Regions from separate parts of the Zea mays genome. Here region 1 is linked to region 2. The links are chromatin contacts, called in public Hi-C maps. All regions are on one chromosome and are shown on one strand. The core of a region is the stretch at or near the end of the contact, and the rest is flanking DNA. Distances in the headings are between cores, read along the strand shown. Region 1 holds the start of LOC100284809 (membrane related protein-like). Region 2 holds the start of LOC100192839.

Region 1 (5,301 bases), core at 1,884-4,383, 370 kb before region 2:
TCATTTTACATATGTAGCTCCAGATGCCCTTGGAAAAAGCTAGCTTTGCCATCTCTATATTCATTCCATTGTCCTCATGATGCAGCACCGTGATTTGGCATGCATCCCTGCCTGGGACTGTATATATAGAAATGAAAAGAATATATAAACATATGTATCCCAAAGGATTTACACATGAAAGACTGAATTATGATAATATTTCATCCAATAAAATAAAAGCAAGACTGAAATGCCAGTTCAAAGTTTAAAATTGCATCAAAGTGGCAAAAGACATCCTGTTGCATTCAATATAAGCAGGGGTTTGCCTTTGACCTAAAAAAGTGGCAACATAACTGATACAGAAAAGGAACAATTTACACTGACAACAAAAGGAAATAGAAGAGACTAATACTACGGCCCTGTTTGGCACAGCTTATTTTCAGCTTATTCACAAATTTAAGTCGAAGTTCTGCCAAACAGACAGCTTCCGCAGCAGCTTATCAGTTCAGCTGCTTCTCAAAATGAACTAAAAGCAGCCAATAAGCAGAAGCTGCTTTTTACCAGCTTATCAGATAAGCTGCTTTTTCAACAAGCAGCAGCTGTGCCAAACAGGGCCTACATCATCAAATTTCAGTCTGCCCGACACTTTCTGTTTTTTTCTTAAAAAGCTCAATACGCGCGATGAAACAAAAACAAGATTAAGCTTAGTACAATACCAAAATAAAAGTGCTTACACAAAATTTCAAATATCACTTACTTTTCCTAATACACCATCCTGATCTTAGAAGTTGCACTCTAACAAACTTTCTCTGTCGTGCCGCAAGAGGGTGTTCACATTCCTGTCAGGATTAACAATTTACAAAAAGCAAATTAAAAAAAATGCAAATCTGGTAGGGAGTGCAAAGGAGAATCAGATTTCACCATCAGCACCACCATGTACGACACATATAGGGTAACCCAAGCATGAAATAAGCCTGCCAGCTTAGCTCATTTTGGGTAATGTTAATCACACAATGAAAAAAGAGGATATACATCAGTTGATTTTTTTTTGCGATAGCTATGAAGATATTGCAGTCAAATACAGCAGTTATGATTTCATTCACTTCATTCTGCATCAGCTCAAAAACTGCTATGACCTCATGACTGACATGGGATTTTCTTTCTTTTTTTTCATTTGGAGAACATTTGAAGCAGCTGATGCTATGGCCATGGAAGTTGCACATGAAAATATACCAAATATTCCAGTCAAGATTAACAGCTTACGCAAGGCAAACCAAAAAAACAGAAAGCTGGTAGAGAGTGGAAAGTAGGATCAGATGTCATCACCATGACACCATGTACGACACATAGGGTAACCCAAACATGAAATAAGCCTGCCAGCTTAGCTCATTTCCAGTAATGTTATGCTTATAATGAGAGCAAATAGGATGTACATCAGTTGAAAAGTTTTTCGGCAATAGCTAATTAGCTATGAGGATTATAGATTACAGTCCAATGCAGCAGTTATGGTTTCATACTTTCATTCACTTCATTTTGCATCAGATCCAGAAACTATTATGACCTCATGACTGACATAAGATTTTTCTTTTTCTTTTTCATTTGGAGAACATTTGAAACAGCTGATGCTAAGGCCACGGAAGTTTCACATGAAAATATGACAAACATTAGAGGGAGATAGCTGTATATGGATTTCTTTCTGGTGAAAAGATATGATACCTCTTATGCACAGTAGTATGTAAAGTTAAATGAAGGAAGGGTAACCTTGATAAAGCAATAGAAAGACTTGTCGTTTGCTTCCCAGACTCGCCATGCCAATATGTACTCTCTTGGTGTTAGAAGTGGAAACTTCTTAATTGTTCGCCCTACCTCCACCCCACTGTTCTCGTCATACTGCAGCTGCTCATGTTTTTTGACAGTGTTATCCCACTCCATTCTGTACTCATTATCCATGTAGAAGTCCCTCAGCTGCTCTGCCGAGCATCTCTCGTATGTTGTAATACTCAGATATTTAGGAGGGCCAGCCTGCAAGAATAAAAGTATCACCCAAAATGAGATACCATGACTGTATGAATTATTTGTCATTGACATTGAGTGGCAAAAGAATGGATAAAACAGGAGACCAGATGTCATAGAAATATCATAAGAGCACAACAACAACAACAAGCATTTAATCCTGGCAAACTCTTGCCGACAGGTCATAGACTATAGTAAGAGCACAGCAGCAACAACAAACATTTAATCATGGCAAACTCTTAATAAGAATCCAGAAACATCCCGTGACCTCTAGCAAATTTGAGCAGACATAAGCACATGATTACCAGAATCTCATGAACCAACTGAAAACAGTTCCAGCATATATGGAGCGCACCGAACCAGAATCTCATGATCCAACTGGGGTTATCTAATTGCTCGGAACGAGCTTTCACAGAGCATATTGTATTCTCAGAACGAGGCGAGAGGGAGATGAAGCCATACCGTGGGCTTGTCGCACCAGGCCTTGTAGGAGACGTCGTCGCTGCTCTTGGAGATGACGTGCTCCCAGCCCTCCCTCTCTGGTTCGTGCGCGCCCAAGCCCAGACTGCCTACCAGCTGCCTCAGATCGCCCTCCGTCACTAATCCCTCTATTCTGTCACCAACCAAAGGGAAGACACAGTACAATCAGCCCGCCGCGCCCAGTTCACACGCATTTTTCGATCGGAAAACCCACGGCCGCGAAGGCAATACGGGGAGGTGGGACCAACCCTGAGGCGGAAGCGGAACCAGGGGGCGTGGAGGCAGGCGCGGGTGCCACGGCGGCCTCCGGATGGGCGTTTCGGCCTCCGCCGCGGAGGCGGCGGCGGAGGCGGACGAGGAGGACTGCGAGGTGAGAGGCAAGGAGGAGGAGGAGCACGGCGGCCGTGGCCCAGCCGCCCCCGCGCGCGGCGGCAACGGGCCGCCAGAGATCGGTGCTGCCAAGCAGCTGCGACGGTGCCATGGTGCGTCTCGTCGTCCGGCGACCCGGTCCGCGTCTCTGTGTACCTCCGCACGAGCCGCTCGCTCACCCGTCCGGGTTGGGCTCGTTGGCTTTGTTGCGGTGTGGCCGCGGCTTTGCGCTTTCCGTGATGGGGGAGAAACCCAGAAAAAGGTGCAAGGGGAACTGAGATCCGCGAAAACTAGGGCATCAGTTGATTGCAACGGGTTTTAAAAAATTTAGCTAAACAAAAACAAGTAAAGTAATATTAAGGTCTCTTTGGCAGCGTTTCTATGAAACGACTTCTACTCTATCTTTCTTTTTCTTAACGAAACAATATCAAACGATGTTTTTTTTTAAAATAGCTTTGTCTCAAAAACACTTCCCCCATTTTTAATAGAACCGTAAAGCCAAAAATACTAGCTCAACTAGCTTTCGTTTCTATTTTACCACTAAAATGTATTTATTCTCCACATAAGGCCTAGTTTGGGAATCCTGTTTTCCCACGGGATTTTTATTTTCCAAAGAAAATTAGTTTATTTTTCTTTGGAAAAATAGGAATTCCTTGGAAAAATATAGTTCCTAAACCAGTCCTAAATCTTATTTCAAATTCCACACCGCACACGACTGCAAACTTTTCAAGGAGCTCCTTGTCCTTGTCTTCAGTTTGCTTGACTCTTACGACCGCTAGAGACAAAGATACACTCTAGCTACGGGTGCAAATGCATCCAAAAATACAAAATCTATAGAATTGGTTAAAAGTTACCTAAAAATAAATTCTTATGCATCCACAAGGCCAATGCACCACTCTCAAAATTGCTCTAGTTTCGCCACTAACGACAGCAAGTGTTCCTCTCTCGTGTGCCACCACTGGCTAGCCATAAAGGTCGCCTCCCGCATTCACCTCGCGCATGACGCTAGGGCAACAAGCCACCTAGGCGAGACCTTCACATCACGCTTGACGCTAGGACCATCCACGAGCTTAAGGCGGGTCATGGCCAACCATAGAGGCACGCACGTCCAACGAAGAGCCATGGATTTGATAGGGGTTTTCAAAAACCCATCTAGAAGTTGTTTTGTTAAATGTTTTTAATAGATTTGGCTCCTTCGAAAGAGCTTATTTGACAAGAAACTAGAGACAAAGCCATTTTTAAAAGTAAAAACCCTACCAAAGGGGATCTAACTTGTCAAAGCTATATTAGAATGTTATGTGGATAACATGTCATGTATATTATTTAGAGTGTGTTTGGTTTAACTTTCTGACCATATTCACTTTAAAAAATCTAGAATCTCGATCAAACGAGTACAACAACATAATAGATTTTTGAAAATCTACAAATTTGTCTAGTTCAATTCTGAATCATCTTCTATCCCAAAGTTTTTAGATAGGAACGTATGTTGCGCACATGATCTATTCGGGCACATATGCACAAATTAAATCTAGACCTTTCGCCCAACTCACTACTACTGCTGCAGGGAGAAGCGAGCCAGGGAGAGGCCACCGGACGCGCCCACTGCTGCAACGATGGAGGAGTTGCATGTGCACGTCGGATAGCTGGGGTGACCGAGGCCACTGTAGTCGAGCGTGAGGAGGGCAGCGGGGCATGGGGAAGGATACTGCTGGACATGTAGAGGACCCCGGTGTCGGAAAAGCTCGAAGTCACTAGGTAGAGTAGCGGGAAAGGAGGTCGGGAGAGAGGAGGTCAGTCGCACCCGCGTCGGTGTCCACGCTGGGCTCGAGGAGGTCAGTCGCACCCACGGCGGTGGTATCCACGCACGTGCGTGCCTATGGCTCCCACAACCACGTTGGAGATGGAGCGGGCCCACGTGTAGGGGCGGTGGCATGGTGGTCCGTGCTGGAAGCGTCATCGACGCTGGAGATGGGGAGAGAGACGTCGCCAGCGCGAGAGAAGACCATGGTCGGCGTCCTGGGGGAGGAGGCGTTGCGAAAGTGGTGGGGAGTCGCCGACGGCTATGGGGAAGGGAGGGATGGAAGAGAAAACTGGAAAGTAACTTGGCTATTACCATATGGGAAACCATAACCCTAAGCAAGGTTGGGAGTGTATTAAATAGACCAAGAGTTGGGTCAAGCACATTACACAAGGGCAGCCAGATAATTACAGGAGGACTCAAGAGAAAACACTAAACATAATTCTAACAGATGTGTTCTTAGGTTCTACACATCTCAAATGGATGGATCGAGTGGTATATATAGCTCTCAAATCCAAAACTAGTCGTAAAAGGCGACATAATTTCTCTACACTTATCAAACATGTCTGATATACTCAATAAACATATCCTATGCATCCATGCCAGCTAACCATTGCCGATCGTCCAAGATAGGGTATCTAGTGCTTTATCTAGTGTGTAAC
Region 2 (5,256 bases), core at 783-3,282:
CGGGATAGCCGTTGCGCTGGAGTCACACCGGACAGTCCGGTGCACACCGGACATGTCCGGTGAATTATAGCGGACGAGCCGTCGGCTTTTCCCGAAGCTGAAGAGTTCCTGAGGCCGCTTCTCCATGGCGCACCGGACACTGTCCGGTGTACACCGGACAGTCCGGTGAATTATAGCGCGAGAGCCCCTGGAAATTCCCGAAGGTGGCGAGTTCGAGCTGGAGTCCCCTGGTGCACCGGACACTGTCCGGTGGTGCACCGGACACTGTCCGGTGGCACACCGGACAGTCCGGTGCGCCCAGACCAGAGGGCCTACGGTTGGCTCTTTGCCCTTTTGTTGAACCCAACACTTGGTCATTTTATTGGCTATGTTGTGAACCTTTGACACCTGTATAACTTATACACTAGAACAAACTAGTTAGTCCAAAGATTTGTGTTGGGCAATTCAACCACCAAAATTATATAGGAACTAGGTGTAAGCCTAATTCCCTTTCAGCATGGCTGCTTCTGGGGGAAACAACAATGAGCACACGCCCACGACGCCGCAGGCTATGGATGTCCTCGTGCGCCGCCTCTGACCCACCGCACCTTGTAGCTGCCGGCGACCACACCCTCCTCGGCGAAGGCCTTCGGTTCTCGACGTAGACCCGCTCCACGAATGTGCGCGTCGCCGCCTGCAACCTTCCGACGAAAGAGCCGATCTAGGACGCCATCCGACCCTGGCACGCGCTCCCGCACCAACACCGATGGACCCGCAGCAGTCCACACCACCTCGCCCAAGCCGGACTACCCACCGCGGCGACTGCCTCCCCACTCAGAGATTTCACAGCAACCGCGAGCGCTGCCTGTCCCTTCCACCTTGGCGTCGCTGCCCTCCTTGTCCTCCTCGGGCTCAACACGGGCGGGGAGCGAGGGTGGCACGGAGGTGGATTGGAGCCGCGAAGGCCATCGTCACGCGGGCCTCATCGACGTCCTCGTCATCGGGCTTAGCGTGGGTGGGAAGCGGGGGCGGCGCGGAGGCGGATCGGAGCCGTGGAGGGTTGGGGACTTGCGGGGGAGAAAGAGGAGGCGTCGACGTGCTAGCAGTTGGGAGCATTGGGAGGTTAGGGATTGGGTACAACCGTGCGGGTGGGTCGCGTGATCGGACGACTGGTGGGATCAGACGGTTGAAAAGCATAATGATAAAATAGACGGTTGAGATTACATAACGGCAAAACGACAGGCTACTTTTACAGCCTTAATAAGTAGTAGAGATTTGAATATAGACATAAAAAATCAAGAGCTATTGTACAAGTAACAAGTAAATGTAGTAATATTGAATAACAGGATGGAATTAGGGATGACAATTGGACTGGTGGGTATGGATACCCATGGGTTTCGTACCCCGTGGACATGGATACGGGTTGGAAAACTCACCCGTGGATCCTATCGGGTCGGGTACCCGAAATACGTCGGGTAGGGTACGAATAGTATATTTTACCCATAGATATCCACTGGATACCTAAAATATTAATTCACAATTTTACATGTTGAGTTTTTGGCCCATGAAGCAAAGAAAAAAAAAGCCCAAAGCAGTGGACTCGCGGTTGGGCCGTCCCGTTCGTATTCTCCTGAGGCTCTGTTCGTTTAGTCCAGATTAGAGGCCAGAACCATTTCAACTTATCAAGCTAATACAAATTTGTGAACTATTTCAATCCGGAACCAATCCACTAAAGCATTCCGGAAGAATCGAACGGGCACTAAACCTAATGGTGTGTTTGGTTTGTGGAGTCATTCTATACTTCACGAGGTCATGCATTATAGGTTCATTCCATCAATTTTAATGAAATCAATCCACTCCTTATTTATATACTAATTATTAGCTTATGAGAAATATGGTGATAATGGATAACTCATTCTATTCCACGAACCAAAGTTCCCTAACCGGCTAACCCTAATTTCACGGCCGCCCACCCGCCAGCGCCCTGCGCCCAGCCGGCACCCTAAGTTCCCACTTCCCAGTTCCCACCCGCCAGCCGCCAACCGCCCAGCCCGCTGCCCCGCTCCCGCCCCGAGCTGCGCGGCTGCGCCCCCAAGCTGCGCGCCTGCGCCGTCCCCGAGGCCCGAGCTGTGCCTGCGTCGTCCGTCGTGGCCCGAGCTGCGCCTGCGCCGTCCCCGAGGCCCGAGCTGCGCGGCTGCGCCCCCGAGCTGCGCCGTCCGTCGGCCCCCACTCGTCGTTCCTCCCGTCGCGCGGCGCAGCGCTCACGCAAGGCCCTCGGACCAGCAGATCGACGGCTTCACCGCGGATCGACCAGCAGATCAACGCCGCCCTTCAGACCCTCAGGTACTCAGTAGTCAGTACTTAGTTAGAAGCCCAATGTCAACTCCACAAGACAGTAGCAGTCGTCGCAGTGGCATAGGAGCAGCTCCTGCTGATGCTGGTAGCTCTAGAGATCCCACTCCATCTGATGCAGCAACCCAAGGGACAAGGAATGATGTTGTTGAAATAGATGATGCTGCACAGGTTGGGTGTAAGAGGAAGTTGAAGTCTAAAGTATGGGAGGATTTTGTTAGAGTTACTGTATCAGCTCAAGATCAATATTTTTTTACTGGGTCCGACCCTGAATTGCAGGATTCAACTGTATCAGCTCAAGATCAATATTTTTTTAAATGAGTAAGCTTGCAAATATGTTCTCGGCTCTTTGTCTGGATGCTGAAAGCAATGAAGATGTTGGCCGAGCTGAAGTACCACAGGCGTCTTCCAGCACAGACAAAACTGCTGCAAGCAAACCTGGTTGGTGCTCTTTTAGCCCTTCCATCTTGAATGGAACTTGTGGATATATTAAGTAGTGTTCTTTCTTTATTCTCCATGGGAATTGCATTTCTGGTTCATTTATATCCCTGCAAGTTTAATTGGCTACACCTATTTGGTGGTCAAGATGAGTCTACAAGGACAATTAAATTGATGAGAAAATAGTACCGACCAGATTTTTGTCATTGCATGATGATTATATACTCTAATGTCTTGGTAATATGCAGCAATTTGCCAAGGTTATTGAGCCCTTCTTGTCTTTGTCCTGTTTTTTATTCGAAACAGAAAGTTCTACTCAGTAATTTAGGGGCCCAGTGCTAAAAGCAAATTTGACCCTGCATTTGAGGAACGCATTGCTGGCACCATTTTTTTTGGTGCTAGCACTATTGGGAAACCTGTTTTTACCTAAAGTTTTGAATTAGATTATTGTAGCAACGGAGAGACAATTAATATATTTTTGGTAGAAGAACCTCATTTTTTACTTTTGACAGCACGTATTATGTGTCATTGTTTATGACCACATGCTACTGTAGCTGTTCCAAATCTTCATTTTTTATCAAAAACATTGATTTAATTGGAAATTTCATTTTCTTTCCAGATAAAAATGAGCAGAATGACACAACTGCAGTAAACTATGAGGAGGCAGCACTTGTATCATCATCTAGTGATTACAGGATGCCTTTGGTGTGGATAGACTTGGAAATGACCGGTGAGTCTTTTCTAAACTTATACATTCTTTAATCTGAAAATCATCAGGGAATTCAGTTTCGGTGGTGCATTATTATTTACTTGTTTGTTTGTTTTCATAATATAATTTTAAATTACAATATAATTTTAAATTACAATATTATGTTCTGTAATAACTTTTAACAGCTCGTGTGTTGCATAGCATGGGTTTTCCATGATTTTTTTCGAAGAATTTGTCCATACTTTTCAGAACATACAAATTGTAGTGCCATTCATGGTTTCATATGATGTGCTTTTGCATAGTGAATATGGCCTGTCATAGATTTCTATTGCACAACTGGACAAATTCCAGACCGTGAGGGATTCAATTTTACATTTTTTGAGAAAACTTGTGTTGTCTATAAGAAGATCTACTTAAAGTGCAAAAAAAAAATCGGAATATTTCATAATGATTTCTGTGAATATGTTAATGCTGGAAAGAGTTGTTACATCTTAGAAATAATATTTTTTAATGTTTCCAGATTGTTTTGTGGATAGATAGTCAACTAAAAAATAGTTATTTTGCTATCTTTTGCATTTAGACAGCCTTATATGTTTAATGTTATGTAAGCAATTAAACATGCACTTCCTCGACTTTGTAGGTTTGGATATAACAAAAGATCGGATTTTGGAGATTGCTTGTATCATAACGGATGGCAAACTTACAAAACAAATAGAGGTTGTCGTCGAAACGAAGTGCTTTTGTTGGTTTGTTCTATAGAGCTTTTGTAAAATGTGATGATGTTGTGCTGAATCACTTTAATATTTCCTATGAAACATCCAGATCACATTCTTTGGGGCACTGAGATCTTTGTTTGAAGATTAAATAGAAAGATAATGACATGCTACTCTCTCTGCCCCTAATTATCTCTGTTTGTTAAAATTATGTTGTGGTGGCATGATTTTTATTAAATATTGAGGGAGCAGTGGTTTCAACTAGAAATATGTTCACGGATTTGACCCCAGCTTGCACACCACATTATGGTAAAAGGTTTCAACTAGAAATATGTTCACGGATATGATACTTCAAATGCTTTAACACAGAGTTCGTGCCAATGCTACCTTAGTGATTATATCATTAAGAAAAGAAAGTGTTCATTATTTGTAATTCGCTAGTCATGTCAATGCCTCATACATGTCAGCACCATGTAGAAATTGAATTATTTAACATGATTGCCTTGCTATTTTGCAGGGTCCTGACTTAGTTATAAGCCAGAGCAAAGATTGTTTAGATAATATGGATGAATGGTGCAAAACTCATCATGCAGCTAGTGGTACATACTACTCTTTTCTAAAAATGATATTTTTCTGTTTTATTTTTATGTCTGAACGTAATTCCAAGAGTCTTGATTTCTAATTTAGGTTTGACGGAAAGAGTACTGCAGAGTGAACTTTCTGAGCATGATGCAGAGGCAAAAGTATGTTTTTCTGTTTGTGGTGAACATGCCCCACCCCACCCCACCCCCATGTGAAAATTTGTTTGTAGACATAACTGAAGCTCAAGTTCTCGAGTATTTGTCACAGATATTTCTAAGAATGTCTCCACTAATTTGAGAGGACTACATTTTGCTCTTTTTTCTGTTTTGCTGTCTTGAATAACCCATCCACAATACTCTAGTAATCTAGTTTAATTTGGCACCTTTGTCTGAAACCTTTGCCATTTGAATATTCTGAAAGGTTTCAGACATTTTACAATGACTATGTTTAGTGGTTAACTCAATCCACAACGGCACAACCTTA

Evidence for each region. A called contact is a pair of places that touch in the nucleus more often than the background predicts.
Region 1: a contact with region 2 is called in a Hi-C map of ear, with 2.1 times the contacts expected there. The contact joins the promoter of LOC100284809 here to the promoter of LOC100192839 in region 2. A contact is called at or near these places in 2 of 25 Hi-C or Micro-C datasets (ear and tassel).

The regions. Positions count from the first base shown.
Region 1 is chr5:163,108,669-163,113,969 of Zm-B73-REFERENCE-NAM-5.0, reverse strand. It overlaps LOC100284809 (membrane related protein-like), which reads right to left and starts at 3,133. Exons shown (of 6, transcript NM_001157704.2): 1 at 2,721-3,133; 2 at 2,455-2,605; 3 at 1,741-2,001; 4 at 737-818; 5 at 1-117. The coding sequence starts at 2,953.
Region 2 is chr5:162,734,954-162,740,209 of Zm-B73-REFERENCE-NAM-5.0, reverse strand. It overlaps LOC100192839, which reads left to right and starts at 2,032. Exons shown (of 9, transcript NM_001138030.1): 1 at 2,032-2,322; 2 at 2,611-2,772; 3 at 3,389-3,499; 4 at 4,119-4,195; 5 at 4,709-4,790; 6 at 4,879-4,934. The coding sequence starts at 2,649.